Linked DNA regions of Mus musculus: all the other regions are linked to region 1. Evidence: chromatin contacts called from public ChIA-PET and Hi-C data. All regions are on one chromosome and are shown on one strand. The core of a region is the stretch at or near the end of the contact, and the rest is flanking DNA. Distances in the headings are between cores, read along the strand shown. Region 1 has its middle 200 kb from the start of Gm34499. Region 2 has its middle 39 kb from the start of Gm34499. Region 3 has its middle 19 kb from the start of Gm34499.

Region 1 (4,956 bases), core at 1,837-4,336:
TACAATGTTCTTTTGGGGAAGTATCGAGTTGATCGTGGAAAGTGCCATTCAGTGTGCATTTAGATGTTAGGAACATACTGGGTGGCAGACAAAGAAATTGGGGGTATTGTTTGAGGTCTGCCTCCAGCCACTGTGTGATGGTATCTTTGCTTCACCATCTTCATTTCTACAGGTTGGCAAAGGCTGCCTTTACAAGTCCCCAGTGCTGAACCTCTTGGGCTTAGTGAATTAAGCATTCTGGAGAGGAAGCTGGGTTCACTTACATATCTAAAATGGAGTATTACCATCTTCTCCCTGGGAAATTGGTATCAGGTGATGGGCATGGAAAGCTTGTAGGATGATTCTGGGTTGGACAAACAAATTCCCATGGATCTCTTTACTCTTTAACTTGTGATTACATTAAGTAAGCAACTCCCTTTATACTTTTATTCAAAAATAACAAGCTGTGTTTGGAATGCTGGTATCCACTATTTATTACGCTCTCCAACCCAAACACGAAAACATTTGTACTTCTGTTATGACTTCACCTGGTGGCTTTCATTTTCCCTAACATAAAGACGGGGTGAAGCAGAGTAATAGAAAAATAGAAAACATCTTTGTCGGAAAATGAGCTCGCAGCTGTGTAACTGGAGCACACAACCATAAATCAGAATGTCAAATCCAAAACACATGACTTCGTGCAAGTTCTCCATGTGCGCTCTAATGTGACTACAGCCTGGTTGCTATTATGATTTAAAACAAAGTCTTTCATGCTAGAAACAAAATGCGGAATGTGAGCCGCCTGGGGGAGAGAGCTGTGAGCTCGCTAGCGACAGAGTCCTTGCTGTCATTGAGGTGGGCTACAGTATTTCAAGCATGGCTTTGTCAGGTGTGAGGGAACAAGAGGATACAAGAGGAAGCTTGGCAGAGATCTTCGCATGAGGGACGAATTAGCTGGCAGTGTTCAGTGCAGCTTGACAATCCGAAATGAGCTGCATTCGCCTGCCCCCACCCAAGCAGAATCCTGAAGCCAAACACAAAGATTACAGAAGTCTCCCCTTCCTGCCCATCACATAAACAAATGGCCCAGCTGTTACTGCTAGGATCCCAGTTTTAAACTTGGACTTTCTTGTATAAACTTCAATGTAATGGTATTTAAAGTGTCATAGGCAATAAGCATCTAATCCTGCTCAATAAATTGTAGGCTCGTTGCATGAACTCCTAGAGCTGTTAGAGACAGCTGTGCTTTTTTTGTAATTTAAGTCATTCCCAAACCAGGCAGCTCTCCAGGTGTGTTTTCAGACAAACAATGTACACTAGGAAAAGTGACGTGCTGAGTCTCTAGGCAGGGGGAGAGACACAAAAGAGGAAAACCTGAGGTTTAACATGGAAAAACTCAGGGGTCCTGACCTCCCTGAGAGTAATACAGGCCCACCTTCCCTCCCTCTGCTAGGTGAATGGGAGGCCAAATACCTTTGCCAGCACAATCACTATAGTTAACTGTTGGGTCAAAGCCATCTTCAAGTACCAGGAGGGAAAATGACCATTTGGGGGTTCTCAAAACAGAGCCATCAACTTCAAGAACGAGGATTAAAAAAAAGAGGGAGATAGGTCCTCTCTCAACCTCGGTAATAGCTAAAAGGATGGGCCCCATGGTTTCTATTCCCATAGTGGTTTGGAAAGAAGCCCTCAACAGGACCAGAAGAAATTGTAAGCAGGCTTCCTTTAGTTCACCGTCATCACATAGGCCTGCAATTGGTAATTATTAACAATCAAGTGGTAATTACTTCTCAGTCATCACTAAGCGGTAAGTGAATCCTCTTCAGGTGCGTAAAAGCTTCAAGGCCGTATAGTAGTTATTCTATGACTAACTGGTACGCCTGAGTACAGACTCAGGCCAAGAAGCTGCAGCCTGGGGTTCTCCCGAGCTGTTCACTGTTGGTGTTGGCTGATTCAATGAGGCCACGGAGAGGTTTGCCTCCTGGAGTCCATACCAGAACAAAGAGCTTCTTACTGCTTTGGTTTCGCTCGACGTGCACTGCACCTGTCTGGTCTCACCCGCTCGCTCTCTGCACTGTTATGGTGTTACTGTGTGTTATCTTTCAGGCTAAATATATTTTGTGTCTGCCTCGCTGTCAACAATGCAGAGAACATAGAAAAGCAAGGAAGCAGGGAGGATTCTCTGGAGACCTTCTGGGGTGGGTAGAATTTCCTCATCAACAGGCCAGTCCTGAAATGAGTCGATTCATCTTAAGGTTCTGGAAGGCCACTCAAGCTCGCAGGTGGAAGGGGTCTCAGGCTTGCTACAGCTCAGGTGGACGACTGGGAGCTATACCTCTTGCCCCAACAGAAAACTCTGGTTCTGTGTATGAACCCCGACCTGGCACACTGTCCTGAAGTTCAATTCTCCTTCCATGGCCCTGGCACTTGTAGGGCAAAGCCTGGACTTTTATTTAACCTCTGGACTTGCCTTTTCCGGGGTTTCGGGTAGTACTCCTGTTGCTCCTCTCTGAGAATCCAAACCTCAGCAGAACACTTTATGTGGAGGGAGTGGGGTAGGGGCGAAGGGGAGGGATAAGACCATGGTCCACTTATTTTTCAGTTCATAGAGCAAAAGCCCTCAGGCATTACTCAGTTTTAAGAGGAAGCTCAACAGCTCTGCATAGATTAAAGACCAAAGCAAAGAGTCTAGAAATAACTAATCTCCCGGTGTCACTTCAAACAAGTGTGGCATACCAGATATGTGTTATCTGTCAATCAATGAGACCTTCAGCTAGCCAATCAATCCCGTTTCTTCCCTCGATGCAGCTTCTAAAAGCTTACCAGAATATCACCAAATCCACAGATGTAGAGTTCAGAAGTCATTCACCCAGTGCCACAGGTAACATTTTTAAATACATGAATAACCCCACTGAGATGCTGTTTAATGTTTTGAGGGGAAGAACACGCCCCACAGATCAGAATGGTGGGTTTTTTTTTTTTATTTTCAGCTAAGAGCTGGAGAATGAAATTATTAAAGCCATCTTCTGTTCTACTTTAATTCTCACCAGCTTTTTGTGAGTTTACTTTAACAAGTAATGTTTGATTGAATTCAGGCCTGCTTTTGTTTACAAAGTGAACGAGAGCCAGCAAGTCGTGGCCTGGCTAATTTGCACATCCACTGGCTTGGTCTCCTCCCCTTTAAACAAAAATCTGGAGTTTGTGATTTATTGTTGATTTGGTTAGCTCAAATGATTTTAACGGTTAAAATTTAGCTTCCATGCCATCCTTGAGATTTCACCAACAGCATCCAACTGATTTCACTTTGCTGTATGAGGCAGAGCTGACCTCCCACTCAAAGAGAGAGAGAGAAAGAGAGAGAGAGAGAACTAAAAGAAAAGCACATATTACCTCCCAACTTACCAAGATTTCAGATGCCAACAAGAGCTGAGGATGAAAATTCACAGATGGAAAAAAACAAACTCAAGGCTGTAAATCCACCATTGTAGAAACTAAGCTGGTTTATCTGAAACAATGTCCTATCAGCATATTGGTACAATAAAAGGGTAATTGTCGATACCAGCTGCGTCCCTCTGTGTAATTAGCAACCATCATCCTCTGACAGCTGGATAAACTAGAAGTTCTCAACCCCACTAGAGTGCCAGAACCTTCCTGGAGGCCTATTCCTAGGCTGAGAGGCTGCCTGAGAAGTGCAGGGTGAATTCTATATGAACACAAAGTCCCCCCCAGTGGCTCTAGAGATCCCTGCGTCCACACTAGCCTATCTTTGGCTGTGTTTATGCTGCCTTATCTAGTCCCTCTCATCTTCTTTCTTGCTTAACCTCTCCCAACTCTATCAGTATGACTTTTGCCCCTTATTACTTGTGTGTAATATTCTCATGCATCCTGCTGTTGGGACTTGCTTCACGTGATTGTTACACCCTGCCAAAGCTGCTGGACTCTCATAGACCATTGCATTCCATCTTCAGTCAATTTCTGTTCTCCCAGCAGTAAGACAAGGCTCATCCCCAGCCTTTTCCACCCCCATGCAGATAATCCGCTAGCTCTTTGATCTAGCCCCCTTCCCGCAGTTTGCTTCCTTCATTGCGATCTCTTTGGAAATAATAAGAGGCTGACTCCATCGCTGCAGCATTAAGGGGATGATGATGGGCTTCAAGCGGAAACAGTGCACATCTCATTAACCCTGGTTCTTCAAAGCCCAGCCTAGCACATAGCATGTGGCAGATACTTAAACATTTGTTCATATCTATGTGAACATCCAAGTCAAATTTGCTTTTGGAGACTACTTTATTGACCTAGTACTTTTCAGAATGCATGTTCATCCTGTATAATCACAACGCCTTAGAAACGGGGACTCGCCTGGGTTCTGCTGAATCCGGGGAAACAAAGGTCATGAAGAGTTGCAATTTTTCCAAAGTTAATGGAGTTGGAAAATGTCAGGTGAGCCACGAGTCAAGGTTGGTTGATTTGTTGTGGCTTGTGTTTACTTTTATCAACTCATAAATAAAATAATGCAGTCTACTCCTCCCCCCCAGGGAGTGATGCCTACAAAATACTTTCTGAAGGAGCCCAGATACTTATAACCTGCCTCTTCTGGTGTTCTCTCTCTGAGTCTAATCCTTGGTAAAGTGCCCCCTCCCTGCACCCCACGTCTGACTTGATTTTGTCAATAGTAGTGGATTTCCTATTATGAGCTTTGCAAGGTAATTCCTACACTAACTACTGAGCCAGGTCAAATTCCACAGGTCTAGAGTACAGTCCTCTGAGAGGATGCCCTCCCTGTGGACACCCAGCCACAAGCTCTGAGATTATCAGGCCACCTGCATTTCTGATTAACCAGCTATCAGTCCCTGGATTCCCATGTCTCCTCCAGGACCAGCAATTCAACTGAACAACTTTCAGAGCTCAGGAAACACTATACTTACAATTTTGGCTATGTAGAAAAGCTACAAATCAGGATCTGCAACATAGGGATAT
Region 2 (4,956 bases), core at 884-3,383, 240 kb before region 1:
CTCCATCCAGTAGGCCATGAGAAGTCGTCATGCATGTTGGGTGCAGACCTTGAAGTGGGGCTGTTTTAAGGTCACTTTCACTCCTGCCCAGAACCTCTTGCCCATTGCTCTGTAAATTAGCCCAATCAACTCACGGACACCCCAGAGTGAACTTGTGTGGAATTCTCCCTCTGTCATCTGGTCCTTAGGAGGAAATGGTAGATGTTGTTTATATCTCCTAGGGAAGGAATTTTAACACCACTAATGGCTTTTACCTTTCACCCAGATGACATTAAATTAGTTTTACTTGATCACTTGATCGATAGAACCCAAAGAGATACCTGGGACTATATAATCGATTAATTTATGCTAATCAAGAGCATAGTGGGCACGTACAGCTGAATCCCAAGGAATCCTAACATCTACTTGTGGTGACAGAGAATCTTTCAGTACTTGAGATTATTTAGTTTTGCTTTGTTTTTTCCTCATAAAAGTGGAATAATATACTAAGGTTGCTTCCTCCTTTGTCAGTCATGATGCCTTAGTTGTGAACATTATGAAGCTTTGCCCTGCTGGGAATTTCCCAAAAGTCCCACAGATACCAATGAAACCAGACTATTTCAGATTGATTGTCCATCAAGTGCTAGCCTAGCTTAGATGTTGAAACAAAACTCTTGACCTTAGTGCCCCTTCCTGCTGAATATTACCCTAACAGTGCTCCACACAGGAATGCTTTATGCTGTTTAAATCCTACCTCACTTTTCTTATCTGTGGGAATTGAGTTCCTTCTAACTCTCTCCTCTTCACTTCAGGGACACATTTATTTTCTTGTCCTCTGTTCTCACATTCAGGCTATTTTTCAGAGAGTCTACATTCCAATACCATTCTCGTCTGGTGAGTATCCTCATTGTTAAAGCCCCCAATAGTGAGGTGGGTTTTTGTTTGTTTGTTTGTTTTGTTTTGTTTTTTGTTTTAATTTCCTTCTCAATCCGTCATTTGTTCTGGTCATGAATTGAGAGCTGTTGTGTTTATAAAAAGATAAAGAGAGAGGGAATATGATTGGTAGATGTACAGTCAGGTGTGGGGGAAGGGGAGCCTCTGCAGACCCATGCTGAGGCATCCCTTGGCCCTGAGGGACCAGCCTCAGGGCAGATCATAGAGTATAGAATAGTTTATTCAGGGCATGGAGAGAGGAGTTGAGAGGGTAATAAGAGACAGAGAAAGGCAGAGGGGGGGAGAGGAGAGGGGAGAGGAGAGGAGAGGAGAGGAAGAAACTGGGCATGAGCAAGTGGAGAGAGAGAAGGAGGGGAAAGGGAAGAAAGGGGGGAAGGGGCGAGAGGACAGAGCAGGAACAAGAAGGAAAGAGCAAGAGAGAGAGGAGGAGACAAGCAACCCTTTTTATAGTGAGTCAGGCATACCTGGTCATTGCCAGGTAATTGTGGGGCAGAGCTTAGACAAAAACGCCAACAGGAACCATCTTCTCTCTCTCACCCAAATCTCCTGTTACTTATAGTCACAAAATCTGTTTGCTCTAGGTGTGAGTTGGTAGCAGTATCTGTGGTCTTTTATCTACACATGTCTCTTACTTAGGCAGCATCTTTCTCTTGAGTAGCAAATGTCTTAATTTACATGAGTGAAAAGAAGAATCATTGACTTGTTCACAGGTCAAGTTTAGGAGTGGGCCTTTGAATGTTGAAGGATCCAGACTGACATTAAGGATTCTAACTTTCTTCACAAAGTGGGTTGTGCCTAATGCTTTCCTGGCAAATTCAATCCCAGCAGACCCCCTTCCTCCCTCCCTCCCTCCTTTTCTTAGTTCAATCACTCAGTCTCCAGCTCTTGATCAGAATGGTCCAACTGGGATCACTTGTGGTCCCTGAGCCAGTGACTCTCACCTCTCACTGGAGGTTTGGAATCTGCTAACTGCAGAAGCCTGGCACCTTTGTGTCCTTCAAATATGCAAATGAAATCCAGCCTTTCAGGACTTAGGTGAGGGGAGGCACAGAGTACTGTTTACATAGAAATCGGGGGTACTGGCAAGGAAAAGGGGCTGGTTGCTAGCTAGGAGAAACCATGCTGTGTTCATTCCAGCCTCCTTAGTCTGACTAGCCCTTTCGGAGCCCTGGTTTCTGTGTTAGTGGAGTTTGAACCTTACCCATCTCGGTCAAGAGAACTATGGAACACTTTCACTTAATATTAACAGAAAATCATGACCACAGCCTGAGACAGTGCTATGCTGATTTCCCCACTTTCAGAAGTGTGTGTGTGTGTGTGTGTGTGTGTGTGTGTGTGTGTGTGTGTGTAATACCTTGCTAGTCTCTTCTCTCCTGCTTGCTAACACCAGCTGGCAATAAGAAAGGTCTTCAGTAGAATGTGCCATTCGCCTCTTTGCTGACCTCTCATTCCTTACCCCTGATTCCTGGTATCCCCTTTGGTCTGAAAGCGTGGCTTCACTCCAGAGATTTCTTGGTGCTGCCATGGCTCATCTATGTGCAGTGGAAGCCTAGTGGGTGCCTCACTGGCTGATTCTGACCACTTAGCAGCAATATAGTTTGTTCCCTGGTGGATGTGGCAATGATATGCTGGCTAAGTCATATCACTCAAGATTAAGTTAAGGTTAAGGTCCCCAACATTCGGCTGCATTTCACTTCCTAGGGTCTTTTGAGTGAACGTTAATGAAGCCTGCCCCATGGACAGTGGTCAGCAAGGGCGATTGTAGTTGGATGAGCCATGGCAGCACCAAGAAATCTCTGGAGTGAAGCCACGCTTTCAGACCAAAGGGGATACCAGGAATCAGGGTTAAGGAATGAGAGGTCAGCAAAGAGGCAAATGGCACATTCTACTGAAGACCTTTCTTATTGCCAGCTGGTGTTAGCAAGCAGGAGAGAAGGGACTAGCAAGCCCAGCCTTTGGCTTGTGTTCTTAGACGGTCCCTCTCTGACATATCATCACTTTGTTTTTATTTGTTCCTATTGGTGAGTTCTTCAAGAGCCCATTGCTTGATTTTTGTTTGTTTGTTTTGTTTTGTATTAGCTGAGTGCATACTACATATGTAGATTATTCTTTGTCTATCAAACAAGAATGTAGCTAGATGGCATTTACATTTCCACTTGACAGATGGGGAAACTTAGTCTTAGTGAGGAAGAGCAATAGCTTGCCACAGAGCTCTGGAGACAAGCCTGGGCTGCAGGTCTGTAGGAGCCCAGTCACCTGGTATTTAGTGAATGAGTGCTTTGGAAACCCATGTGTGCAAGATGCAAGTGCACACCCTCTGGTGCCTCCGGAGCTCCCCTCCAGTGAAGGATCTGGAGGAGCCAGAAGAACGGATATAGAGCTTGACCTCAAAGCCACTTGTGCAGCTGGGGACTCCAGGCAGATTTCAGATGCTCTTTTCTCTGGTTTTTACCTTTCTCTTTCTCACTTCAGGTGATGTGTAGCCTAGGTTTCCAAGTACCTGGTAGTTCTCTCTCCAGCCTTCCTTCCTCTTCAAACAGTTCTATAACTGCTTGAACCTCCTAGGGGTTCTAATTGAATCTCACTTTGAACATGTGTGGAGAGGGCCTGTACTAGGACTTCCTGGGCAGAATGCATATAATAGGAGCTTAGCTAGTGTTTAGTTTTTATGGACAATCACAAAGTCCTCTTCAGTTTACTTTGGCTTCCTTCAGCAAGGCTGGAGTTGGTTGAGAAGGGGCCGCTCTTTCATCGCCTTCATGTTCTCCTCCCACTTAGTAGGTTCTCCGTGAAGACCGTGAGCTCATTCAGCACTCACAGACGATGTGTAAACCATGTGTGTTGATCTAACTAAACCACTGAAGATGTATCGTTATTCTTTCACAGGTTGTAGGATTTTTTTTTTCAGAACTGGAAATCTTTTGAACATTGACACTTCGTTTTCTCCTTTAAATGGTCATAGTATAGAAAGCAAAACAAAACCCCTCTCAACTTTAGCCTCTGAGGTACAATATTTAACTACTCAACATTCTTTGTTTTGCATAAAGAAATGTTTAACCACGGTTTCTCAGGGAGCAGTCAGATGGTCCACTTTAAAAACAAATGTGCACATACAGATAAGTAAAAGAAAGCATCGTTTTCTCAAAGGGCAACAGTTTGGAGAGTTCAGTATTGCTCTATTTTTGTTTGTTTGTTTTTCTCATATTTTTTTAATCTTCCCCAAAGCTCAGATCTGCCTGGACAAGTGCTTCATCCTTTGGGATAGAAGTCATGGTCAATGTGCTTGCTGAGATATTGTGCCCAGTCATTGCTGTAGGTGGGATCATAAAATTAATCACGTGCCTATGAGATACTTATGACCCAACCGGAGTGACAGTGAGTCTACACAAATGTAACTAAAGGAAATACTGGGTTTTCTAGTATTTTAAAGATCTTTAGTTTGAACTTCCCAGTTTTAGGTAAGGAACTGCTAAGACAGATACTGGAGATACGGGTTTTGGCCCAGACAGACAGTACAGATGCAGGTTGAGGCCAAAGTCTTAGAGAGCATTGAACATTAAAGATACAACCAGAATTTGTTCACCAATACCCTTTCTTCTATTTATAGCCCTTTTGCAAACCATAAGAAAATCTAATCTTGGATTTTTAAAAAACAAAACAAAACAAAACAAAACAATTCCCTTTCATTAGATTGTTAGCAACCTGACAGAGCCGGCCAGAATGGCAGGCTTGTCACTGACAAGTCTTATCAGGGATGATCACTGTAGACCAGGAAGCTGCCTCTCTCTGTGATGGATACATGGGCTATTCAGTGTCAGATGGGGAGGCAGGGGTCGGAGTCTATAGAGAACAGGCCAATGAAAATACAATCCAAGTCACAAATACAAGCTGTGTATAGGATTTTAAATTCTAGTAGCCACAAAAATAAATAAATAAATAAATAAATAAACCAGAAGCAGGCAATGCTATTTTTTAGTAGGATTTTATTTAATCCCTTATATCAAGACTTTCACTTCAATATGT
Region 3 (4,956 bases), core at 664-3,163, 190 kb before region 1:
AATGAGAATACAAGAAGAGCCAGGACACAGCACTTAGGGACACGCCCCAGTGACATACTTTGTCCAGGTAGGATCCTCTCCCTACTGCTCACCATCACCCAGTAATGTCATTTTCTTTTTTTTTTTTTTAAATGAATCCAGCATTAGTTCTGGGTCCACCTGATCTCATCTTGGCAAATGCCTTCAGAGGTTTGCACCGCTGACCCATACATTTCTTAATCCAGTCAAGTTGACACTCAAAATCAAATACCACAGTAAGGCTGTTATTTTAGATTTCATTATCCTTGTGGCTTAAAAACAAAACTTTGTTTTAAATTTTGAATGATCAGGGGGTAACAAGCAGGGACAGTACAGGTGGATCTGTGAATGCCTCCTCTAGATCCTACCAGCATCCACACCGAACATATTGGATAGTAGCCATGGCGGGAATATACTATGCATAGTGTATGTATAGTTCATGTCTGTCTTTATACTGCTGTGTTTGGAAGTTCTTTATGTAGTCTAGTGCTTGCTAGATATGTTGTTTGTAAATACTTTCTTCCAGCCACCTCCCCACCTCTCTCCTTATCACTCTAGCCTGACTCTGTTTTTTTCTGAGACAGGGTTTCTCCATGTAGCGGTGGCTGTCCTGGAACTCACTCTGTATGTAGATCATGCTGGTCTTAAAATCTCAGAGATCCACCTGCCTATGCCCCCCCCCACAAGTGATAGGATTAGAGGTGTACACCACCAGCCCAGCTGTCTTTTCTCCTTTTAATAAAACATTTAATTTCAATCAAGTCCAGCATAACATACTTTGGTCTAATGGATTTTGCTTATGTTTTATGCCTACATGCAGTTCTTCAAGCCCTGAGTTTAGAAGACTTTCTGCTCTGCTATTTTTGAAAAATCATTGTATCGTTTATTTTTATCATGTTATGGTTTATTTGTTTTAGTTTAGGTGTATGAGTGTTTTGCGTGAATATATATCTGTGTATCATGAACATGCCTGGTGCTCCCAGGGATCAGAAAAGGGCATTGGGACTTGAATAATAAATGATTGTGAGCCTCTATATAGGTGCTGGGACTCAAACCTGGGTCCTCTGGAAGGGCAACAAGTGATCTAACCACTGAGCCATCACTCCAACCCCTCTAGTTTTCTGTTTTACACTACATTTATGATCATTTGAGTTGATGACTTAATTTTCAGATATCCTATTTAATTTATATGTTTTTAACCTATGGATGACTAATGGCTTCTATAACATTTATGAAAAACAACACCCTTCTTCCACCTATGTTTTAACCTTTGTTGAAACTCAGTTGGCTGCACTTCAGTGGCCATTTCTAGATTTTTAGAATTTGATCTGTATAAGGTTGATTACTATAACTAGTGGGTCTTGACTCAGAAAAGGCGACTCTTCTCCCTCTCCTCCTCCTCTTTCAACATGTTTTAGTTTCTCTTAACATTGAATATAAATTTTATGACAATTTGGTAAATATCTACCTCCCCTCAAGGTTTTTATAAAGCTTATGGTAAACATATATATCACTTTTGGGGGAGGGGTTGAAATCTTTACTATATATTGATTTTGAGAGATCTATCTACTATTAAATGTTTCTCTAACTACCTAGGTATTTTTAAATTTCACTCATTAGCATGAAAATCTGTTTTGGTTGTGAGGCCTCACTAAGGGTTTCTTTATTTTGAAAAGGTGCAAATAACACCATGCTTTTCGTCTGTCCTCGTGTACGCTGTTACTGGTTCATAGAAGCAGAAGTGACTTTTTGTGTCGCTTTGTTTTGTTTTATCAATGTCTCCAAATCTGAGTAATTTTGAAGAAAGGGTGTTAATTAGCTGACAGTTTTAGAGGCTAAACATGTAAAATCGGGCAGCTCTGTTTCTCTTTTGACGTTGGTGAGGACTCTGTTGGGTGACAGCCAAGTGGAGCAAAGGACAGAGGTCTGTGTTCCTAACTGACCAAGCATGCAGGGAGGACATGCTTGATTCTTCTAAAATAAATGACTTATTTTACTTTGCTTGTGTGGATGTTTCCCCTGCATGTATGTAAATGTCCCATGTGCATGTGGTCCCTGAGGAGGTCAGAAACCAGTGTCAGATCCCTGAGAACAGGTGATATAGATGGTTATGAGCTACCATGTGGGTGCTGGGAATTGAACCACGGTTCTCTGCAAGAGCAAAAAGGGCTCTTAGCTATGTAGTCATTTCTCTAGTCTGCATTCATATTGTAATAGCCTATTCTTTTAGAGCTAACTCACTTTATATAAGATCAGAGTTCATCTCTTTCAGAGGCAATGGCCTTCCAATCTAATTAGTTTTTCCTAGATGTTGTCTCTCAAAGGCTTTATGTTTTCTTACCATCACCATGCTGGGGATCATGCTACCAGCTCATGAAACTTTGGAGAACAAACCACACCCAAGGCAGAACATTTACATCCTGCTCCAGTTTCTAAACTATGTGTTACTTCTGTAGTAGTTGCTCTTGCTGTCAAAAAAAAAAAAACAAAAACAAAAACAAAACAAAACAAAACAAAAAAACACCTGGCATGCAGTTTAAGGAAGAAGGGTTCCGTTTGGCTTACAGGTGAGTGCACATCCCACCACGGAAGGAGAGACACAGTGGCAGGAGCTGGAGGTGGCTGGTTACATTAAATCCAAACTCAGGAAGCAGCGAGAAGTGGATGCTGGTGCTCAGCTCAAATTCAGCTTTGTATTTCATCCAGAGCCCCGTCCCATGGAATGATATGAGCCACAGTTAAACTGATACCCTCAGTTAAAGCCTTAAGACCTTTCTGAGAACACCCCCAGAGACATACCCACCTGTGGTTCGGTGGTGATTCTGAATCCAGGCAAGCTGACCACCCTGTTTAGCCGTCCAACTTCCATGGACACTTTTTAAAAAGAAGTGTTTAAACTTTTCATGTAGGCTACAGTGTCTTCTGTAAATAGGAACAGTCCGATTTCTCACTTTTAGACGTAGGTACCTTTTATTTCCTTTTGTTGTTTGACTTCAATGGCCAGAACTTCTAGTACTGTGCTGAAGGACACAGTAAGAACATGTATTCTTCCCTTGTCTGCAACTGTGGTGGTTGGAATGAGAATGGCTCCCACAAGCTCCTATGTTTGAATACTTGGTTCCCAGTTGGTGGAACTATTTGGGAAGGATTAGGAGGTGTGGTCTTGTTGGAGCAGGTGTGTCACTGGGGCTTTGACATTTGCATGTTTGCATGTCTAAATAGTTTTTTCCATATTTTTTCTCTTTATTTAGCTTGGGATGTTATATTTTACTCCTTTAGTTACTTGAAAATATTTAGTCCTCATTTTAAAATTTTACAAGATTTAATTTGCAAAATACATTTATTATCCATCCAAATAATATAAATATCTCACAATAGCTTATCTTTGATGATAGCTTACCCTGTGTCTTTGTAATAGAGCATTTGAGTATTATTTTTTTTTCTAGAATATGCAAGACACTACTATTGCTTATGCTCCCAATGTTTGTGTCAGTGCATACATTTATTAAATTCTCTTTTGGTTTTCTGCATCCAATACTTTCCATGTTAGAACATTGCTCTGCTAGAGATACAGGAAGGCTTCCTCTGGTTAAGTTGGTAGCTAGCACTCCGTTTTATTTTATGAAAATGTCTTTATTTTGTATTCACTTTGAAAGATAATTTCACTGGAAGTAAAATTCTAAGTTTGTAGTTATTTTCTCTAGTTCTTTTGAGGATACTCTGTCATTTGGTTTTCATTAGCATTGCCCAGAAGTCAGCTCTTCATCTGTTCTTTATCCCTTTGAAGGACAATTGTCAGCTCTCTCTACTTTCTTTGAAGAAGTTCCCTGACATAATTGTGTGTGCACCTAGCAATATAGTTTCAAGAGATACAAAGTAACAACATCAGAATGGCAGAGAAATAACAACCTGCAATTTTTGCTGGAAGTTTCAAAGTGTGTTATTCAGGAAATAACAGATCGAGGCTGGCTTTATAAAGCAGACATCTTTAAGATCTGAAAAACATAATTAGTAAGTTCAGGCTACTATAATGGCCTTTTGACCAGGAAGAAATTCGGGTTTTCTAGTATAAAGGCAGAATCTACGAAAGTTTATTTTGTAATAATCTGAGAGATCTCAACTTCATGTCAAAAGACCGATCTTAAAATATATTGCAGTGAAATCAGAAATTAGAAGCAAAAGATTAACTTACAAAAGCCTAGGTTTTAAAATGAAATAACCATTAGGGATAGAAAAGGAAGTTGCTTGCTTCTCTGTAAGAAGATCTCTCATCCCTGAATGGTGTAGCTGAGTGCGACAGGACCGAATCTTAAGTAGCCAATGATGGAGACCTTTGGCATGAGGCTCTCTGGGGCTTATAGTTGAAAGTAGGATGAGAATACTTTTCACGTTGCCTGCTGTGGGGCCAGGGCACAGAATAATTCTTTGCAGTGACTAATTTTCACTCCAAAATATCCTAATTTGATCACTGTACTTAAAGCTGGTGATTTCCCCCATCAATCTTCTTGCTACCTCAGAAATGTCCACCACTGGGAATCTCATGTCATTCTATTTGTTAGGGTTATTTACAACTACTTCCAAATTTTCTGAGAAACTGTCTGTTTCCTTTGGATGATCCTTTTGTAGCTCTAGAGTTATTCTTTCATAGCTTGTCCCTATATGCAGTCCATTTCTGATCCAGGAGAGACACCCACACATCCTTTCTCCAAATGCCTCTAAACCCACAAACCAACACTTGCTAGCAACTTCTGTTTCACATGTTACAGGGCATTCACACTCTTGGTGTGTTAATTACCAGTTCTCCATGCTCCCTCCAAATAAGGAATAACTACATGTCGCTGGGTGATCTCATGGAAGTCCAGCCTCACAGGGATCCCTGCCTAAGAGGAGCACATCAAACACTCCCCCTTAATGGACTAATGGCTGCTGTGCACTGGG

What was found. Hi-C and Micro-C count contacts between places; a contact is called where the count stands out from the background. ChIA-PET counts read pairs in DNA pulled down with a chosen protein or histone mark.
Region 2: a Hi-C map of liver shows a contact between it and region 1, with 2.8 times the contacts expected there. The contact joins two enhancer-like sites. A contact is called at or near these places in 3 of 484 Hi-C or Micro-C datasets (liver and nephron progenitors) and 2 of 115 datasets of contacts at active chromatin or transcription factors (kidney and liver).
Region 3: an H3K27ac ChIA-PET map of liver shows a contact between it and region 1, with 7 times the contacts expected there. The contact joins two enhancer-like sites. A contact is called at or near these places in 3 of 115 datasets of contacts at active chromatin or transcription factors (intestinal villus epithelium, kidney and liver) and 1 of 9 other capture datasets (embryonic trunk).

The regions. Positions count from the first base shown.
Region 1 is chr14:46,015,656-46,020,611 of GRCm38.p6, reverse strand. No RefSeq gene overlaps it. Among named protein-coding and RNA genes, the nearest start is that of Gm34499, 200 kb to the left of the region's middle. Within about 2 kb of position 3,086, at least 18 of the 459 cell types and tissues checked have an H3K27ac peak or open chromatin away from gene starts, as enhancers often do. A contact at or near this core is called in liver, where this site is marked.
Region 2 is chr14:46,257,703-46,262,658 of GRCm38.p6, reverse strand. No RefSeq gene overlaps it. Among named protein-coding and RNA genes, the nearest start is that of Gm34499, 39 kb to the right of the region's middle. Within about 2 kb of position 2,133, at least 8 of the 459 cell types and tissues checked have an H3K27ac peak or open chromatin away from gene starts, as enhancers often do. A contact at or near this core is called in liver, where this site is marked.
Region 3 is chr14:46,199,993-46,204,948 of GRCm38.p6, reverse strand. No RefSeq gene overlaps it. Among named protein-coding and RNA genes, the nearest start is that of Gm34499, 19 kb to the left of the region's middle. Within about 2 kb of position 1,913, at least 3 of the 459 cell types and tissues checked have an H3K27ac peak or open chromatin away from gene starts, as enhancers often do. A contact at or near this core is called in liver, where this site is marked.